3 separate regions of the Ovis aries genome follow, and all the other regions are linked to region 3. The links are chromatin contacts, called in public Hi-C maps. All regions are on one chromosome and are shown on one strand. The core of a region is the stretch at or near the end of the contact, and the rest is flanking DNA. Distances in the headings are between cores, read along the strand shown. Region 1 holds the start of IRAK1BP1 (interleukin 1 receptor associated kinase 1 binding protein 1). Region 2 holds the start of HMGN3 (high mobility group nucleosomal binding domain 3). Region 3 holds the start of PHIP (pleckstrin homology domain interacting protein).

What was found. A called contact is a pair of places that touch in the nucleus more often than the background predicts.
Region 1: a Hi-C map of tail adipose tissue shows a contact between it and region 3, with 2.0 times the contacts expected there. The contact joins the promoter of IRAK1BP1 here to the promoter of PHIP in region 3. A contact is called at or near these places in 4 of 16 Hi-C or Micro-C datasets (hypothalamus, skin fibroblasts and tail adipose tissue).
Region 2: a contact with region 3 is called in a Hi-C map of hypothalamus, with 3 times the contacts expected there. The contact joins the promoter of HMGN3 here to the promoter of PHIP in region 3. A contact is called at or near these places in 4 of 16 Hi-C or Micro-C datasets (blood, hypothalamus, muscle and 1 more).

Annotation. Positions count from the first base shown.
Region 1 is chr8:5,752,089-5,755,597 of ARS-UI_Ramb_v3.0, forward strand. It overlaps IRAK1BP1 (interleukin 1 receptor associated kinase 1 binding protein 1), which reads left to right and starts at 2,033. Exons shown (of 4, transcript XM_004011114.6): 1 at 2,033-2,374. The coding sequence starts at 2,060.
Region 2 is chr8:6,112,017-6,115,562 of ARS-UI_Ramb_v3.0, forward strand. HMGN3 (high mobility group nucleosomal binding domain 3) reads right to left here and starts at 2,184. Exons shown (of 7, transcript XM_042253160.1): 1 at 2,052-2,184. The coding sequence starts at 2,066. It overlaps LOC121820140 (a long non-coding RNA gene), which reads left to right and starts at 1,354. Exons shown (of 3, transcript XR_006060562.2): 1 at 1,354-1,472; 2 at 1,798-2,536.
Region 3 is chr8:5,934,733-5,937,985 of ARS-UI_Ramb_v3.0, forward strand. PHIP (pleckstrin homology domain interacting protein) reads right to left here and starts at 1,858. Exons shown (of 40, transcript XM_060419190.1): 1 at 1,621-1,858; 2 at 1,428-1,486; 3 at 1,264-1,293; 4 at 1,011-1,070. The coding sequence starts at 1,660.

The DNA of each region.
Region 1 (3,509 bases), core at 783-3,282, 180 kb before region 3:
ATGGGATCACAAATAGCAGCAAGTCCTGTCTGACTCTTTGTGACTCCACAGACTATAGCCTGTTAGGCTCCTCTGTCCATGGAATTCTCCAGGCAAGAGTACTGAAGTGGGTTGCCATTCCCTTCTCCAGGGGATTTCAGAACTGGCCTTCTTATAAGAGAAATACCAGGGATCCTTGTGCACATAAGAAAGGTCACGTGAGGTCATAGTGAGAAGGTTGTCTACAAACCAAGGAGACACCAAACCTTCATCTTGGATTTCTTAGCTTTCCAGAGAAAATAAATTTCTAAGCCACCCACTCCATGGTATTTTATTATGGCAGCTATGAATGATCCAAGGTTTACCTCTGTAAAATTATTCATTTTTCTTTCATTTTTTTCTGGTAAGAGCTCACTAAACATTAAGACTATTAGCTTTTTATACAAACATTTTTTCCCAATTTATTTGCCCCTCACCTTTTTGTTTTGTTTCACATACTGACATTCTTTTAGTGTAATCAAATTTGTCAGGCCTTTCCTTATGGTTGCTGCATTTGAAATCATGCCTAGAAAGTCCTTCTCATTCCTATATTTATATTTACCCACTCTCTCTTCTCTTTTTATTTTTTGCCTCATCTGGATTTTATTTTTAGTGCATGTTAAGATACAGATCAATACTTTTTTCACATAGCCAACCAATTATCCCTGTACCATTTTCCCAGGTATTTGAAACTTACTTTTATCATACCCTAAATATTTATATGCACTTAAAACTCCTATTGCTTTTTACCTATGATGTTCATTCATTCAATGGTTCGCCTTGAAGATTATATTTTTCCACATTTATCATTAAACAAAAAGAATTCTCCACAAGATTCAAGAAACATTATTTTTGGTGATAAATTATTTAAAAACATAGTAGAAAGGTTTTTAAAATTAAAATACTAACATATAATTGCTTTTATCTAACAATATACATCAAAATAAATATATACAAAACTATCCATGAACCAATGAAGGGGCTGCGGGTACTGTCTGATTTAGTTGAATCATCTTACTCATCAAAAATAAAAGAATAATGATAGAGAAGAAACTACCTGAGGATTGTCGGTTGGCTTTTTCAGGCTCCTTTCAAGAGAATAGTTGTCTTTAAAAAAAAATTATCAAAAAAAAATATTTTTCCTCTGGGACAGGGCTATTTTTATACATCATTATTATTGGTAGGAAGAAAATCTACTTAATGCGGGTCACTAGGTTAAAGATTGTGATATTTTTCAAGCAAAGGGTAAAGATAAGAACTAAGTAGTGTAAGGTTTTGCCATGTCGCTGTTGAATGTGCTTTGATACCACTAGAGTTTGTCTTGTCCTTATTCAAGGCCAGAACCATTCCAGGAATTTTAGAGAAAATTCAAGAGATTTGAAAAGCATGGCAAAGCTTTAGCTATTATCATTATCCATTATTTTCTGCTTTCCATATGGCAATTACTTTATGATCACATTGCAAACGTGGAACGTATTATCAACACGGCTTTAGAGGCGATGAAACTGAGATTCTAGGAATCATAAACTTCTATGATCAAACTGGTAAAGTTCAAGCCAACACAAATTTCTGGCGCTCTACGGTGCCGTGGGGTCCACTGCGCAAGTGGAATAGTAAAGTTAGACAAAAGTAAAGACAAAATTGGGACAATCGGAGACCCACGGCAGATTAAGAATAAAAAGAGCCGTTCCGGCCTCTGAGGAAACTTCCGAGGGATGCACGGCGCGTCGCCGGCCGAGGCAGACGGACGGCGTAGAAAGGGGAGCTCACTGAGAGGGTGGTCGCATAGAAACCTCCCTCAGGTTTTCCAAGGCCACCAGGTAAGCAAGTTAAAAACCACAGCGCCGCGCTCAGCCAACAACTCGTAAAGGAGACGCGGCAAAAGCCTCCGCACAGCGTAGCTCCCGTCCTCCACAGCGGCTCCCGGACCGCCAAGCCCATCCCGATATCCTTTGCGCCGCGCCGCGCCAGCCTTGAGGCCTTGGACCCCTTCGGCCGCCGTCGGCTCTGAGTTGCTACGGACAACCAAGCTGCCATCGCTATGTCGTTGCAACAGACCCCTCAGTCGCGGGTGTTCGTGGAACTGCTTCCCTGGGCTGACCGAGGCCGGGAGAACTATCTGCTCTCGGGTGGAGAGACGCTGCCCGGCCTCCGCCGCCCTCTCTCCTCAGCGCCGGCCCAAACCCCCTCCCGCGAGGTGCATGTCAGCGGCACCGCGGAGGTGTCTGCGAGCCCGGACCGGGCGCAGGTGGTCGTGCGGGTGAGCAGCACCAAGGAGGCGGCGGCCGAGGCCAAGAAGAGCGTTTGCCGCCGCCTGGACTACATCACGCAGAGCCTCCGGCAGCAGGGCGTGCAGGTGAGAGCTCCGCCGGCCAGGAGCTTCCCGCCCGACCGCGGAAAGGCGGCGGCGGAGGGTAGGGGCGGGGAGGGTTTTGAGCGTCTAGGACACCTTTGTGTCATCGGCGGCGTGAGGGGCCGCGAGGACCTGGCTGAGTGTGTATCTCTGGTCCATCCTGCTCAGTTCAGTTCAGTCGCTCGGTCGTGTCCGACTCAGCGACCCCATGAACTGCGGCACGCCAGGCCTCCCTGTCCATCACCAACTCCCGGAGTTTCCTCAAACTCGTGTCCATCGAGTCGGTGATGCCATCCAGCCATCTCATCCTCTGTCGTCCCCTTCTCCCCTCGCCTTCAATCTTTCCCAGCCTATCCTTCTAGGGGAAAGTAATTATCACCCGCAGTGACTTGTAAAACAAAAGAATTAAAATTGAGTGGGGTTTTATTTGGTATCACTTGTTGCAGTATTTTGTTTTTAACCTTGAAATGACGAACTGTTAAGCTTGAAACAATAAGATGTAAATGCTTGCATAAGTAATGTGCTAGACATGGTCTCATTTTTTTGTTTTTATTCTGCACCCCTCCTCCCAGCCGGGGAAAGCTTTACATGAAAGTGAGTCTTTGGTATTTTTCGCAAAAAGTAATGTGAGGCTGGGGCGAGATAGGGGGAATATTGTACCCATTTTCGTTTTATAAAGACTCAAAATTTTCTCCGAATTGTTTAGTTTTAGCTTAAAAAAGAAAATTAAGCCATTGTATTGTACATGCCACATATATGAAATACCTCTTCTTACCAGAGATGTTCCTGAAACAAATCCCTAAATAAATCTTGCCCTAAGCCCACTTTAAAAAAAAAAATGAATGAGTCTTATTTAATTCGTGCAATACCCCTGTTAAGCAGGTTTTAATATCCCCACTTTCCAGATTTAAGGAGGTTAAATAACACTCAGGGTTATATTTGAACTCCTGTATTCTCAAAACCAAAATCTAGGTTTCTTTCAACTAGCCTAGGCTCCAGATAATTAGAATGAAAGAGAATAAGAAAGCACAGACTTCATAGGCTGTCTCAGATCCCTCATATTACAGAGTAGCCTGAAGGCCAGAGCCGTGATTTGTGTCCCCCCAACACTGAGTTCTTAAAAATGCTCTTGTTAGAA
Region 2 (3,546 bases), core at 934-3,433, 180 kb after region 3:
CCGCCCTTAGTCCCAGGATGCCTGGCTAGCTTCTTCTCTGCTTTCTAGGGAAATAAAACAATAATCAAAGGCCAGTTTCTCTACTGCTCTTCTGTTCTTCCCTTCTGTTCCCTTGAGAGAGGAGGGTAGTGAGAAAAAGTAAGAGTAATGGTTTCACCAACTCTGACTCCTGGACAACAGGATTCCAGCACATCAGGATCTCTTATAATAAAGACTTTGTACCATCTAACTATTTGTCTACATTTGTTAATAATTCCCAGAATGGAGATGATATCAACTCACTCTGGAACCCAGTTCTTGGTGACTCTACTAGAATTCCCAACCTCATCATTAAACCAAAGTTAAAATGCCGAAAATGGTGGCATCATTCTAACATCCTCATTGTAGTACTGGAAAAACCGTACTTTCATAATAATTACGTTTAACTAATAAATCTGAAATATTAGTACTCTTAATATGCCATTCATCTTCTCAGGCTGGGCGTTTCTTTGCATTTCAAATTCCTCTTCACTACCCATGAATGAGTAAATAAAGAGAACGAGTAAACAATGTCTGAAAGAAAGCCTTTACCTACAGCATCTAATTAAACCTTTGGTACTAGTTATTGGTATCTGAGATTCTTAGGTAATTCCTGTCTTATAGCCCCAGTTCAATCGCAATACCACCATCTCTCAAGGGGTTCTGAGGTTTAAATGCGACGTTAAATCAAACTCCGCCCACAGTATGAGGCATATAGTATGTGCACAATAAACTCTTTTTAAAAAACTTTTAATTATAATATTTCTTTTTCCAAATGGAGACAAGTTTCCATCAACTTCTAAATAAGGACAGATAAAAAGGCAAAAGCCTCTGTATTTTTAAAGCTGCAAGATTTTGAAAACAATGAGATCACTTACAAACACACATCATTCCACCATCTTTAACTGATATAGCAACATACTCTTTGCCCTTTTGCTTCCAATTTAATACCCTCACTGCTTAATACTGTTGGACACGCGAGGCCAGGCGGTGGGAGGGTGCAAAGTATTTTCTCAGCGACAGCCGCCACACTGCAGTTTCTCCTCGGGGTGGAAAAAAGCCTTCCCCTCCTTCCCTGGGACAATGATAAGTCGCAGCCGGACTCCGAGGGAAACGTGCGTCCCTGGTGCGAGTCACTTGGGTGTCCGGGGCCTGCGCGGAAGGGGACACATAATAGTCCTCCAGGAGGGACCCCAGGTCCCCCCTCCGCACCCAGGGGCGCGAGAGCACGCGAAGCCCGCCTTCCCGGACCGAGTGTGAGTTCGGGTCGCCGAATCGGACCCGGTGACCCCTGCCCTTTGCAAACACAGTTGCGCGCGCCCCCGGAGGCGTCCCATTCCTGCGCAGGGCCAACTCCGCGAGTCCCCGCCGCCAACTGCACGCAGGTCCAGCCGCCCTGCCCTGCCCGACACTGGAATGGGCACATACGGGTCTGCAGCGGGGGCGGCAGCGGGGTGAGCGCTCAGTTAAAACATGGCTTTCCCTCTCCCGTGGCCTGAGCGCCTTCGCGGCGCACCGGCGTGGGCACGGCCCACAAGGGAATAACCCCGACATCTGCCCGACTTACTGGATTCATTTTCGATCTCCCTCTGCGTGTTACTTGTTACCCCTCCCTTCCCCTCTGCCCTCCCCCCCCCCACCCCCGCCCCGCCCCCGGTCTCGCTGCTTTTTCCTGCACACTAACCTCAACCTGGCAGTTTTGGAAAGAGAAAACTCCCCTTCTGGAAGCGGGGGGGCGGGGGGGGTGTGCAAAGCGCTTTTGCTTCTTGTTCGAGGTAGAAACCATTCCGGCTAGAATGAGTTCGAAAAGAAGGGAAGTCGCGTCGCCGTAAAGAAAGTAACATCCAGAGATCGATGAAGACAGAGGGAGGGAGCAAGATTTGCAACAGGCACCTGAAAACAAGCCTGAAGGAGCAAAGAGAATCGCCGCCCCCGAGTTACTACCGAGTGCATTCCGCGCCATCCATAGCAATGGCAAGATTTGCTCTTCTCACAGTCTGAAGGCCTTTGAAATCTTTTCGGGTAAGACTTACCTTTCTCTTCGGCATAATGACTGTATTCGTGCAGCTTAAAAGTAAAGCAACGGGCTGGAACTACTGGCACCGCCGCTGGATGCTGCCGCCGCCGCAGCTGCTCACGCGCAGGTCTTGGCGTAGCCCGGCCTCCGGGACCTCAACCTCGGCGGCTCCCTCCAGGGGCCCTCTACTCGCTGGTCTCCCCGCTCCTCCAATGAGGAGCCCCGGCAGCCGGCCGCGAGGCCCCATTGGCTGCGGCAACGTTCTAAATTCCACGAGGGCACGCCCACCTCCGCGCGCACGGTACGCGCTGTTGTAGTTTCCACTTCACCGAAAAATCTGCCTGGCGACTGAGCATGCCCAGTTCAACTAGTAACCCCCGCAAGCCACGGGATCCTGGAGTTTCATTGTTTTGTTGCTCCGTATTTGGATAGTTATCAGTAGGACGTGTGGGCCTTCATAAGAAGGAAAAAGAGTAAGGATGGACACATTAACTTTATAAGGTAAATGTATACGCAGCAAGCATTTTATGTTTCCTGTAAAAGCTTGTAATGAGTGCTATGTGGTGCAGAGCTTTGAAAGTGGGAAGGTACTCTGTTCTGAGACAGTCTGGCAGTCTCTAAGGGTCTCAGTTTCCCCTTCTAGATTTCTAGGGACAGTAAACTCTAAACCTGCTAAGGAATAATTTCCTAAAATCTGATTTCATATCTTTTACTAATTCAGTCACCAGCAAACTAGGCTTGAAGGTGAATAGGGTGTGTTTACTATGGAAGTTCGGAGAAGGCAATGGCACCCCACTCAGTACTCTTGCCTGGAAAATCCCATAGACGGAGGAGCCTGGTAGGCTACAGTCCATGGGGTCGCTAGGAGTCGGACAGGACTGAGGACTTCACTTTCACTTTTCACTTTCATGCATTGAAGAAGGAAATGGCAACCCACTCCAGTGTTCTTGCCTGGAGAATCCCAGGGACGGGGGAGCCTGGTGGGCTGCCGTCTGTGGGGTCGCACAGAGTCGGACACGACTGAAGCGACTTAGCAGCAGCAGCAGCAGCACTATGGAAATTAGAAAAGACTGAACAAGGTCAGATAGGATTATTTTATTTTTTGGAACATATTTAAATGACAATTCAAATATGCACAATTTAATGTTTCTCAAAGTTCTGCAAGGCATTCAATAGGCATTGGATGCCTGGATTAAATATAAATATAAAATATATAAAATAAAATATAAAGTATTTTAATATAAAATAAACACTCTGGATTTATTTTATGAAATCATTCTTACTCTGATACCTGATACCATAACCAGTGATAAAACCTCAAAAGTAGAACTAGAGATCACTTTCCTTCATAAACACAGACATGAAATCTTGAATAATATTTTAGTAAATTAACTGTAAATGAAATGTAAATTTTAAAAATTGTGAATCACCTTTGTGTTGAATACTTGGAATCTATATAATATTCTACATCAGCTCTACCTCAATTAAAAAAGGTCTTTTTAGGAAGTCAA
Region 3 (3,253 bases), core at 608-3,107:
AGCTTCACTTTCAACTTTTTTTAGAAATGACAAAAACACTCACTTCGAAAACCCACAAAATTAAGACAGAGCTATTTTTGAACCTAAAAAACAAAACGTCCCGCTAGAAACTGGAAAAGTTTTACTTGCCTATCTCCACTCCACAGTAAGTATACAGATAAAATTTTTTTAAAAATCAGAACTCTTCAGTGGCCTCCAACACTAGCTTTTAATTGAACGAGGGGCCTAACGCGAGAATTAGCAAAAGGAGAAAAAAAGCCTGGTTCAACGCCTCGCTTTAGGGTTTACAGGCTTTTCACTTCCGTGGAAAAAAAAAAAATCTTGGGCAGATAGATCCAAGAGGTGCCGATGGCCCACGATCATCACACATCCGAACCCTTCCGATCAAAAAAAAAAAAAAAAAAAACCTAAGTCTGAAGGGAAGAGAGTCCCCCTCCAAAAAAACGAGAGATTTAAAAGAGAAAAAGAGGCACACACGTCTTGCTGCGGTTCCGCCGCGGCTGAATAGCCCGCTTGTGAAATGCTAATGCCACTTCGGAGCAGTTAGTCACCAGCTATTGTGTGCGGCAGGAGAAAGCAATGCCGAGCGCGCGTGCAGAGCGAGCGCGCCCGCCTCCCTCGCGCCGCTCCCGCTCCCGCTCCCGCTCCCGCCGCCGCCGCCGCCTCGCGCGCGCCCCCGCGGCCGCACGGACGCGCGCGCCGGCCCCTCCTCCTCCGGCCTTGCACTGCACAACACTCATGACGTATCTTTATTTCTAGCACGTTAACAAAATATCGCAAATAAATCGTCGGCAGCCCCTGCGGCCCCGGGGTGCGGGTCCCCCCCGCCCCACTAGCCCCCTGCAAGTCCCCCGCGCCGCCCCTCCCCAACCCTCCCCGGGGGCCTCGGGAGCTTTCGGGTTCTGGGGCCAAGTTTTTGTCTCGGTTAAAAAAAAAAAAAAATTGCGGGAAATTCAATTTTTATTCGACTCGGGGAAAAGTTTCTTTGCTCCGCGACGTGAATGTCTCACCAGATTCTGGTAGGTCCTGGGATGCTCCTTGCCGGTCCAGTCGGTGCGCCGGGGCAGCAGCTGTGGGGTGCGGGGGGGGAAAGGACGCCCCGTGAGCCCGGCCCCCCGCGCCCCGGCCCGCCCGCGCCCCTCCCCCGCCCGCCCCGCGCCCCCGCCGGCGAGCCCCCCCACCCCCGAGCCCCGCGCGCCCCGGGCGCCCCGGCGGCGGCGGCCCAAGGGCGGTCGCGCGGCGCCACGCCGCCGCCGCCCTTACCTCCTTCTCGGCCACCTCGCGGATCAGCACCTGCAACAACAAAGCGGGGAGAGCTGAGCCCCCCGCGCCCCGGGCCGCGGCCCCGCCGCTCCCGCCGCCGCCGCCCTCCCCCACGCCGCGAGCGCCGAGCGCCGGCCCGGCCCGCGCCGCGCGCCGCCGTCTACCTGAGCCGCCTGCTGACAGGGTCCATCTTCCAGGAACCGGGCGATGAGGAAGTAGAGCTCTGCGCGGGAGAGAGAGGGACACGGGGGGGAGACACACACAGGCTGAGCGGCCGGGCGGCGGCGGCGGGGGGCGGGGGGCCGCGGGCGGGATCGCCCCCCGCCGCCGGCGGCCCCGGCGAGCCCCCCGACTTACCCGATCGCAGCTCCGAGAGGCCTTTCCTCTCACGAGACATGTTTATGGGTCACTTCGGGGCCGCCGGCGGGACGCCCCGCCGCCGAGGGGAAGCGGGGACGGGGCCGCCGCCTGCCCTATAGCTGTCAGTGTGTGTTCACGAGCCCGAACCTCGGCTCCACCATTCAAGCGACGGCGGCGGAGGCGGAGGAGGAGGAGGAGGAAACAACAACTCTCAGGCAAGCGGCTCCAGCCGCCCGCCCGCCCGCCTCCTCCGCCGCGGATCCCTCCGCCGCAGAAAGGAGTCCGCAGCCCTTCGCGGCCCCGGGCTCGGCCGGCCCGCAGCCCGCGCCCCCACCACCCCCCGGCCCAGAGGGGGGGGAAAAAGGAGTGCCTCCGACCCCCCGCCCCCCGCCTGCCCGCGGCCCCGGCGCCCCCCGCAACCCGGCGCGGCGAGACCCCAGCCCGCGGCTCCCGGGGCCGAAGGTGCGATTTATTTATTTATTTCCAGTCGAAGATGTCGGAGCCGGAGCCGCCGGTTGGCTGGAAGGCGCTTTCTCTGTGGAGGCCGATCGCGGGAGGGAGGGAGCGAGCGAGCGAGCAAGGGGGGCCGGGCACGGCTCCGCGGAGGAATCTGACGCACACGGAGCCGCAGCACAGGCTCTATTCAGCGGCCGCTGGCTGGGGCTGAGATGGAAGTTAGTTTCTCTGTAGCAGAAATAGGAAACAAATGAAGCAAAACTGCCCAAAGAGGGGAAATGCCCCGAGGACGGGTCTCGCTCTCACGCGCGCGCACAGACACTACACGCAGAGAGCACTCTCACGCTGGGCAAACTCGGGATCGCGCTACCCTGCCCGAGTTGAATGATAGTGTTTGGTTTCTGTCTCTTTGCCATGTGCATGTGTATAAATGCTGCGGATGGGCATCTGTGTAAGTCTTGTCCTGCGTTATTTCTGCAGCCTATGCAAAGTGTTGTGTAATTTATTGGAGTGCTGTATATTGCCATAGAGGTTTCAGGCGCTTTTTGTTAGAAGCGCTTGCGTTTGCGAGCCCGTTATTTGCTGTAGCCACCTCTGCATATCTTTTATTACTGCCATTGCCTTAAGCGTACGTTTTTAAAAAAAAAAAATTTTTTTTTTGTTATCTGGGCACAGCGAACTCCTGATCTGTACTTCAGAGACTCTTTTTCCTCTTACAAAAAGGCTGGTAATGGCTAATTAGGGATTTGGGATTGAAGAACCTTAAAGCTTTTTTAAGTGTTTACAAGAAGGAGTAATGCAAACCTGAGAGAAAGGCAAGAACGCTAATATTTATCTCTAACTGGTCTGGAGGTAACGTAGTGACAGATCGATAACCTAACCGAAGGATAATGAGAGAGTATAGAACACTTTAGTCGAGGTGATTGGTGATTAAATAATTTAAATTATCTGTGTATCTTGCAGTTGACTTCGTCACGCTAATTAATGGCTTCTAATTTGAGGTGTAAACCATTCCTGTTTACAGTTTCAAGGGGAAGACTTCTTGAAAACTGATGAAAAGAGAAAGAAAATTAATCTTTCGTAAATTAGTATGTAATTACCGGGTTTATATGCTAAATCATACGTCTGTCCTTTGCTGATGAGGATAAGGGCCTTGTTTTTTAAAAAACGAATA